2 separate regions of the Hordeum vulgare genome follow, and region 1 is linked to region 2. A link is a contact called in public Hi-C data. All regions are on one chromosome and are shown on one strand. Each heading gives the region's core, a stretch centred on a gene start, on an enhancer-like site or on the middle of the called end of the contact. The rest is flanking DNA. Distances are from core to core; before and after follow the strand shown. Region 1 has its middle 11 kb from the start of LOC123424640. Region 2 has its middle 80 kb from the start of LOC123424639.

Region 1 (4,498 bases), core at 31-2,530, 350 kb before region 2:
TCATCAAAATTCAATAAAATTATCGATAATCAAAAAATTTCATCAACCTTAGAAACTATTTTCTGAAAGTTAAAAACTGTCGATCAATATTTAAATAAGGTCATACATTTTTTTAAAACGTCAAACACCGCCTAGATGGGCTGGCCTATTTACGAACGCCACAGATGCGAGTTAACAAAAATGCACGTTAACCAACGCCAGTGGCATCAAATATGAAATGCCGCTACAATTCCTAATGCCTGCAGAGCTCCACTTGCGGGAGCCTCTTATTTAACACTCTTTGCGTCAATTAAGAGGTCCTTTATTTGAATCCGGTTTTATTGTGTTTTCTGGCTTCAATTTTTCTTGGTCCATCCAATTTTCATATTACTTTTTCAATTTATTTTATTTTTTTATTTGGCAGTGTAACCTACAATACTTTATGCTTGAACGAAAAATATTAGAAGTACATGAAAACTCTTGTAAAAATGTCTGCAAAATTTCGGAAGAAGTGTGATTGTTTTTGTGAACAGCGTGAACTTTTTAGTAGAATTAAAGTTTTATTTAATATATTTGATTTTTTATAAAATATTTTAGTTTTTTTTGTATGAGCTTGAACATTCTGTAAATAGAATGAAAATTGTATTTAAATTATGTGAACATGTTTGCAAAACAGTGCAACAGTTTTTTCTAAACAGCTTGAACTTTTCTAGTAGCATGCACATTTTATTTAACGTACGTGAATACTTTGGTAAAATAATTTGTACGTTTCTGTAGACAGTATAATCCATGTTATAAGAACACGAATATTTGGTAACTGTGTTAATTCTTTTGTAAACCGCATGAACTTTATTAGGAGCGTGAAAATTTATTTAGAGTATGCTAAATAGTTTTTAATGACTTGAAGAATTTAAAAATATGTGGTCAACTTTTTTAAGCACGATGATCATTTTATAAACATGCGATAAGTATTAAATATATCAACTTTGGTTAGGAAGAATAGGAAATAATGTTTATCGCAACATAACAGAACATGTCACTTGGTTTAAAATAAATACCATGCTTACATGCACTACTGAAGTGAACCCGGTATGTATTTTTCATATACATATATATATACGAAAAACTTTTTGTCTAGTACTCAGGAGTAAATGAGATAGCTACTCTACTAGCTGTTGTTATTCAATGTTGCAGACCGACGAGAAAAAGACTACATCAACGCTCAACAACTTAGCACCCAACCGCTAGCACGATTTTCGTGGGTCGCAACAATGAGGGCGACGCGGCACTATAGCTAGCTAAGTGCGAGATATACGTGGATCCTATTTGGGGCCCAGGTCGTTGGTTAGCGACCGCGTACGCATCCTCCACTTCCACAGTTCCACGTTGCGTTCCTCTATTTTTCTTGCTCTTCATTTTCTTTGTTATTTTCTTTTTTAATACTAGCAAAATGACCCGTGCGTTGCAACGGAAGACAAAATAGTCATAATCTTCAACAATCATGAACTCATTTTGCTACATCACCGAGATACACTATCACATTCAATTTCATGAAATCATAGACATTTGTAAAACTCGTGCACATGTTTGAAATCGTGAACATTTTCAAATTCGTGAGTACTTATGAATTTATGAACATTTTCTAATACTCAGTGGTCGATTGCATAGCTAAAAAGGCTGAATCTCTCGTCCACCACTTGCCATCATCGTGCCTTGTTGTCGCTGGTAATCTACAAACATAGAAAATTTAAGTAGACAATTCCCCCATCAATAAATCCAATATCTCATCAATTTCCAAAACCATACAAATCAATAATTTGCTAAATGAGCCAGCATGGAGACGATTAAAGATAATTGATAATGTAGTGGTAGCAGAATTAATCAAATAGGCACCACCATTCCCATCTTGTCTTGGTTGGGAAGTTGGTGAGAGTGGCATATCGTAAGTTCCAACTTAGTAGCATGGTACTGTTTTGAAGTTTTGACAAGTGCAGTTGGAGTTGAACGATTTAAAAGTAATTGTGTCTTAATGGTCTGAATAACCAAAGTGTTGTATTATTATTTAATTTTTGAGATGAAGGTTGCAGCCAAATGCCAGCTGATTCTGCAGATCTAATAGATGAGGCCTCAAATTCAGGCTACTTGATCAAGCCGACGGTAAGTTTAAAATTCCTCAGTAAATACATTGAAAGCAGTTAAAACAACCTTCCATACAATTTGAAACTTCTTATAATTGTGGTTATATCAAACATATTTGTCACAGGGCCGCATGTGACATTTTTTTCGCATTATTCCTTACATGGGTGCTCGCAGTTGCATCGTGATTTCATTAGCTAGTTCTTCTTTCCTCCTCTTTGTCCATCTGTTCATGTGGTGTATCTACCAAACAGGTGCATCTCAGATCATCATACTATCCATCAATAGCAAGTTCAGAGATCTACTTTGAGAGGGAAGGCCTGCTGGGAGTGTGCCTGAAACTGAAAACACTTTAAATATGGCAATGCCATCAGACCATGCGGGTGGAGGCCCTCATCGTCTCCTCCCTTAGACCAGAGAGGCTCCTTTTCTTGGTAGTCACACCCTCCTTGCATCGTTGGACTGCGACCCGACCTGAGCTCGCCGCTACGTGATGTTTAGAACGGGGCAGAGCAGGTTGAGGTGGAGCACCGGTCATCAGTCAAAGTTGGAACGGAGCCAAGCAAAACAGAGGGCAGAGCGTTAGTACGCAGGATGGCAGCAGTTGGCTGAGGGAGGCTTGGCATACAGCTAGCCCAGCGTCGCCGCCTGGTCTGGCGTAAATCTGGCGCCGTCTTCCTCGCGGTGGGAGGGAGGCGGCGGCTACTTGCCTGTCTCGTCTAGCCGACGTCAAGCAGGGACCTGTGGAAGGTGAGGCGGCATCGTACATGCTGTGCGAGGTGGAGGAGGGGGAATGAAGAGAGAGCTTGAGAGGCCATTGACCTGTGTCGCCATTGAGAGGAAAGGGAATCAAGGGAGAGGCGCATCCACAGGCACCCGACACGGATCCCCCTGGCACCTCATCCGCTAGGGACGTGTTTGGTAGGGGCGGCGACACTGGAAAGTGCAGCCGTGGGTGTTGCCGACGAGCGACGGTCGGGTGTGGCGCTTGGTGAGGCAAAGGCACAGGGACACAACTGCAGAGGAAGGCCGCCGGTAGGATGGATTTGGAAATCGATGAGAGGAATGGGTGGATGGAATTTTGGATCGGGGGAATCCAGATGGGAGGAGGGTAGGCGGTGGCAGCGCTCGGCGGCGGGGGACTGCGGGTTAGTTTCGATTAAATATAGGATGTTTTATGTAAAATGTAAAAAATGATTCGTTTTTTGACTTAAATCTAGACTGCGTGTTGATTTCAGGAAACATTAGGGGCTTTTTTGTAAAAGTGGCAACGACGGACGACAGAAGCAGTCGACGCTTTATCATTAGGGAGAGATTTCCCCTTTTTCTTTTCCGAGCAATTTTGGAAATAGTGAAATGTTTGGAGATCAAGAACATGTATCGAATTTGTGAAAAATTTATGTAAACGTGGACGTTTTTTCACAAGGACAATTTTATAAATCTTGATCAATTTTTTGAAACTCATCATCATTTTTATGAATCAGAAAGTACTTTTGAATCGATAAACGTTTTTTGAAATTTCAGAAACTTTCTCTTGTGAACGTAATTTTAAAAGTCTTGAACATTTTCTGAAATGACGAAAATATATTAAAAGTGACGAATTGTTTTTTAACACGACAATATTTTTTATTTTCATGAACATTTGTTTTATTAAGTAGTGAAGATTTTTGAAATTCACAGTCATATTTTAGAAATTTTTGAACATATTTATTTGTGATGAAGCCTTTATTTGAAACTTGTGAACAATTTTTAATGATATGCACATTTAATAAAAATCACGAACATTTTGGGATCTGTGAACCATGATTTCTTAAAAAAAATCACACTTTTTTGGAATTTTGAAACCTTTTTATAATGGGGCTGCTAAACAGATCCGCCGCCTCGCCAGCCGTGGATTTGATATAATCGATCATCCAAACTTCTTTCTCTATTTTGCAGTAAATGTCTTGTTGCGGAAACATTTGCAACTGAACTTTTATTTCTTTCTTTGTTATAACATAGATTGTATTGCGGGATTTTCTTTTTGCGACATAAGTTGTATTGTAGGATTTTTTTTTTTTTGCAACATGGGTCGTGTTGCAGATTTTTTCTTTTGCCCCTTTGTTCCAATCTAGCCTCTGTTTGTTTTGCAACAAGAAGCTAATTACAGAATCTCCTTTTGAAATAAAGGACCCATTCCAGAATGCTAACAATGGAGGATTAGCGTTGAACCGTTGATTAAAAGCCATCCAAGGGACATAGAGATGGCAACCGCTCGCACTGAATCAGCCGGTTGAAGGGAATTATTTCCCTTTTGTAATCCCGAATTATTTTTAAAAAATAAAACAAAAAATAGTGCGCGTCCAGCCTTGTAAATGGGCTGGCGAGAGACCTCCTAGAGTCA
Region 2 (4,230 bases), core at 174-2,673:
TACCACGGGCTTCCTTGTCATCCTCCTCAGGATTTTCATCATGTGTTTGTTCATAGTATTCCATAGGAATGGCAGGCTCAGGAGTTATCTCAGATTCCTGTCTAGAAGTGCTTTGCATATCTCTCATGGGAAATATATCCTCAAAGAATGTAGCATCCCTCGACTCCATTATTGTACCGACCTTCACGTCAAGTACCTCAGATTTCACTACTAGAAATCTATAGCCTACGCTATTCTTAGCGTATCCCAAGCTTACGCTTCTTGGGGGTGAATAGGGAGGCGTCCTCTCATGAATAATCCCGTGTTCCGCACAAAATGAATCAAATTCGTTTGAGAAGTACTCTCCACCACAATCAGACCGGACTCGTTATCCGTGACAAACTTGCCCGGCAAATTGCAAGCTCCATAACATACATCTCACTCCCACCTTCTCTTCTCACTCTCCAATAGCATGTGGAAGAGAGACCCTTATAAAGGGGTCCAAACTCTCCTTCACTAGCGGGGTGGGACTAAACTCCCACCACCTTGTCATGCCACCACCTACATGGGCCATTGGAGATTTTTCTGAAATTCTTTAATGGGCCTAAAGCCCACCTCCAAATTTCAACAACCACTTCATCATTGAGAACATGTTGTGTACTTGGAACGATTGTTAATTGGTCACGGACTCATCAGGGGAGATGGAATGGGCATAAATCGAGTCCAGCTTTTGCCCGAGAGGCGAGCACGGGCAAGTGATTCCTTCACGTGGTGACGGAGTTGACGATGATTGATGTGTTGGTTGCTTAACAGTCTTTTTTTAACCGCATGTTGCTTAACAGTCTGGATTGGAGAATTCTTCTGGCATTAGTGCGGGTGGAATCAGGCGGCGCCGCTGCTACCTGCAGGACAGGAGATTAGTGGTTCATATGACAGGGGATTAATGGTCTGTTGTACCAACCGGCCCCTGTCATCATCGGTGTGGATGGTCAAGCACGTATCTCCGGCAGCATGCGGTTGAGCGCACGCTGGTCGCTGGAGATGCGTTTGCGTTGCAAAAGAAAAGAATGGCGAGCTCGCCGGAATGGCAGCACGTGGTAGGAGTTAGGACGGCGTATCAACGACTTGTGCCTCTTGACTTCAACTTACGCCGCGTCTCGTTTCCGAGTACTTCTTCGGGTTCATATGTACTCTCTCCATCTTATAATACAAAAACATTTTTAACATTATATTAATGTCAAGAACGTTTTTATGAGGTGATTCTAAAGCAACCAAGTCCAACTGAAAGTTAAGATCATCTCCAAGGTGGCCACTTATTTCGGTCTTAAACGTTCAAACAATTTGATAAGGAAAGCGGAGGTCAAATCGTGATGGACAGGATAAGAGGGGAGTGTAGCCCACCCGACACGTGATTGATGCTACGGAAAATCCATTCACATTGAGTTTGCAACACACCTTGTGTTGCGTTAAACTATTTACAATCCATCCATGTTGCGGAACATGTGTGTAGTTGGGAGGATGCTTCGTGCCACATGACCAAAAATTGGTTGATGATCACCGAGGCACCGGACGCGCGTGTGTTATCAGCAAGATGAGCAAGGATGAAGCTACGTTGGGCCAAACTGGGCCTTGGCCCGCCCAGCCTAGTCAAGAATATGGAAGGATGATAGAGAAACTAGGCTAGAAAACGAGTGATGTGTGCAATTTTTTATCCTGGCCCACACTGGTTCGTCCATCATTCGGCCCAGCTCCAATCAGCGAAATCATTAGTTATCAGTTATCGAGTACACCTTCGAACGATTACTTTCACCTTCACAGGTTACGATAAGTGGTGCACTGCATGCGTGTCAATTGTCGTAACCTGAGAGTTTTCCCTTTTATCATAGATTCACATTTTTAAAACGTTTTATCTTCTAAATCGTGCGTTTAAATTTTAAACAGTTTTCACCATTGCCTTTCTCGTGTCGAGATCTTTAAAACTAAATTCCATGTTAATAGGTTTTAACGAACTTTATTTTACGAAAAAAACCAAAAGAAAAATCGTGCCTCACACGATAGAAAAAACAGATTTTTCCCTTTCCGAGAGGCACGGGTCGTACCTCTCACGAAGGCAAAACCGTGCCTCTCGCGGAAACAAAACCGTACCTCTCGCGAAAAAAAAGAGAGAGCGTAAAACACATTTTCCCCCTTTTCGGGAGAGGCACGGGCGTGCCTCTCGCGAAGGCAAAAATGTGCCTTTCGCGGAAGCAAAACCGTGTCTCTTGCAAAACAAAAACAGAAATGTGATATTTCCCTTTCGGAAGAGGCACGGGCGTGTCTCTCTCTAAGGCAAAATCGTGCATTTAGCGGAAGCAAAACCGTGCGTCTCTAAACAAAATAGAAAACATGTTTTTCCCCCTACCGAGAGGCACGAGCGTGCCTCTCGCGAATGCAAAATCGTACCTTTCACGGAAGCAAAACCGTGCCTCTCGTAAAAAAAATGAAAACATGTTTTTTTTCTCTTTCCGAGAGGCACGGCCATGCCTTTCGTAGAAGCAAAATCATGCCTCTTGCAAATGAAAAATAGAAAACATATTTCTTTCATAAAAAACAGTAAACGTGGTTTTTTCAAAAAAGAAAAAGTTTCGTCCAAAAGTTAAGAAAGACCTGTGAAAAACCGAAACACCAAAATATCCGAAAAAACCCACTCTAAAAAGCGGAAACCACATGCAAAAAAAGCAAAATACGAAGAAAACATTCAAAGCGCGGCATTGTGAAGGCGGCTGAGAACGCGCCAAATAACGAAGTGCGAGAGTGATCGATGTGAGGCTACCGAAGGAGTGCTTGCAAACTAGTTGCTCTCTCCGATCAGGCGCTTCAGGAGCCAGGGAAGGTCCTAGGGGACCTCCTATGTGGCGCCTTCAACGCCGATTAGCGGAACCGGCGCCTAAAGTGCTCCTCCTTATGGACCGGACCATATAGAATGCTTTGGTCAAACATTATGAATAAAGTTCAGATTTACGAAAAAAATTCAATGATTATGAATAAAAGTTCATCGATTTTTGAAATATATTCGTAGATTTTCAAAATTTCACAGTTTGAAAAAAAAATGATTGTCTTTTAAAAAAAGTTGATCAATTTTAAAACCAATTTATGGAATTTAAAAAAGTTCACCAATTTTTTAAAAAATTACCATTTCTTTTAAAAGAGTTCATCAATTTTTTTAAAAATTCACCTATTTAAAAAAGTTCATCGATTTGAAAAAAAGTGCACGGTCAAAAACAAAGACAGAATCTCTAAATGGGCTGACCCATTACGGAGCGCTGCAGACGCCGGTTAACAAATATTTCTTGCAACCGTCGCCCATTGCGTTAAATAGGGTTTGCCGCTCCCTAGTGCCCACAAGCCGGCGCTGGTGGGCCAACCATGTACACGTTTACATTTGAGAAAGAAACAAACAGGAAAATTCGTCAATTTTTTTGTAATTCAGAAAAGTTCATGAATTTTGGAAAATTTTATCTAAAAAGGTTTATCGAGTTTGGAAGATAAGCTCATTGATTTTGAAAACATTCATCACCTTTGCAGAACTTCCTGTTAAATTCATTAATTTTGAAAACAAATCATCAAATTCCACAGTTCACAATTTTGAAAAATTACATCACTTTTGAAAAAACTTCACCAATATTGGAAAAGGTGCACAAAATTTAAGTAATGGAAAAGAGAGAAAAAAAAGTAAACGGACCGGTCCAATTTGAAGAGCTTCAGACGCCTGTTTGCATAATGCACAGACGCCTGAAACATCAAAGAAGATATGCCTCCACCACTATAGATGAGGATGAGAGTTTCCGTTGACCTTGGAGCCTGTCCTCCACACGTTTAGTCGGGGAGAGCATTGACCAAACGCCCCGATGACCGCAGATTGTTGATGTCAGCGGGCAATTTTTAGGTTTCCAATATTTGAAATGTCTTATCTCTTAAATAATAAAAATTATTGGAAAACTGTTTTCATCACTATATTCATCAAAACAAGATCTCCGAAACTGGATCTTATATGAATATATTTCGACGACTTTTTTTTGGGTTAAAATTGCCATGTCTCTTGCACATAAATTGTCATGATGTTAACACTGAAATTGTTATGATATATTTGAACTATTTCTTTTCTACATTTAAAGTAGATTGTAACATGTTATAAAATAGGAATTAAGAAACTAAACTTTTCATGCTATATTAGTAAAATTTGTTATGATCCATGAAATAATTCTGACGTGG

What was found. Hi-C and Micro-C count contacts between places; a contact is called where the count stands out from the background.
Region 1: a contact with region 2 is called in a Hi-C map of leaf, with 2.0 times the contacts expected there. The contact joins two enhancer-like sites. A contact is called at or near these places in 4 of 6 Hi-C or Micro-C datasets (leaf and seedling).

What each region holds. Positions count from the first base shown.
Region 1 is chr2H:31,238,968-31,243,465 of MorexV3_pseudomolecules_assembly, reverse strand. No RefSeq gene overlaps it. Among protein-coding and RNA genes, the nearest start is that of LOC123424640, 11 kb to the left of the region's middle. Within about 2 kb of position 1,280, at least 3 of the 3 cell types and tissues checked have open chromatin away from gene starts, as enhancers often do. A contact at or near this core is called in leaf and seedling, where this site is marked.
Region 2 is chr2H:30,889,029-30,893,258 of MorexV3_pseudomolecules_assembly, reverse strand. No RefSeq gene overlaps it. Among protein-coding and RNA genes, the nearest start is that of LOC123424639, 80 kb to the left of the region's middle. Within about 2 kb of position 1,423, at least 3 of the 3 cell types and tissues checked have open chromatin away from gene starts, as enhancers often do. A contact at or near this core is called in leaf and seedling, where this site is marked.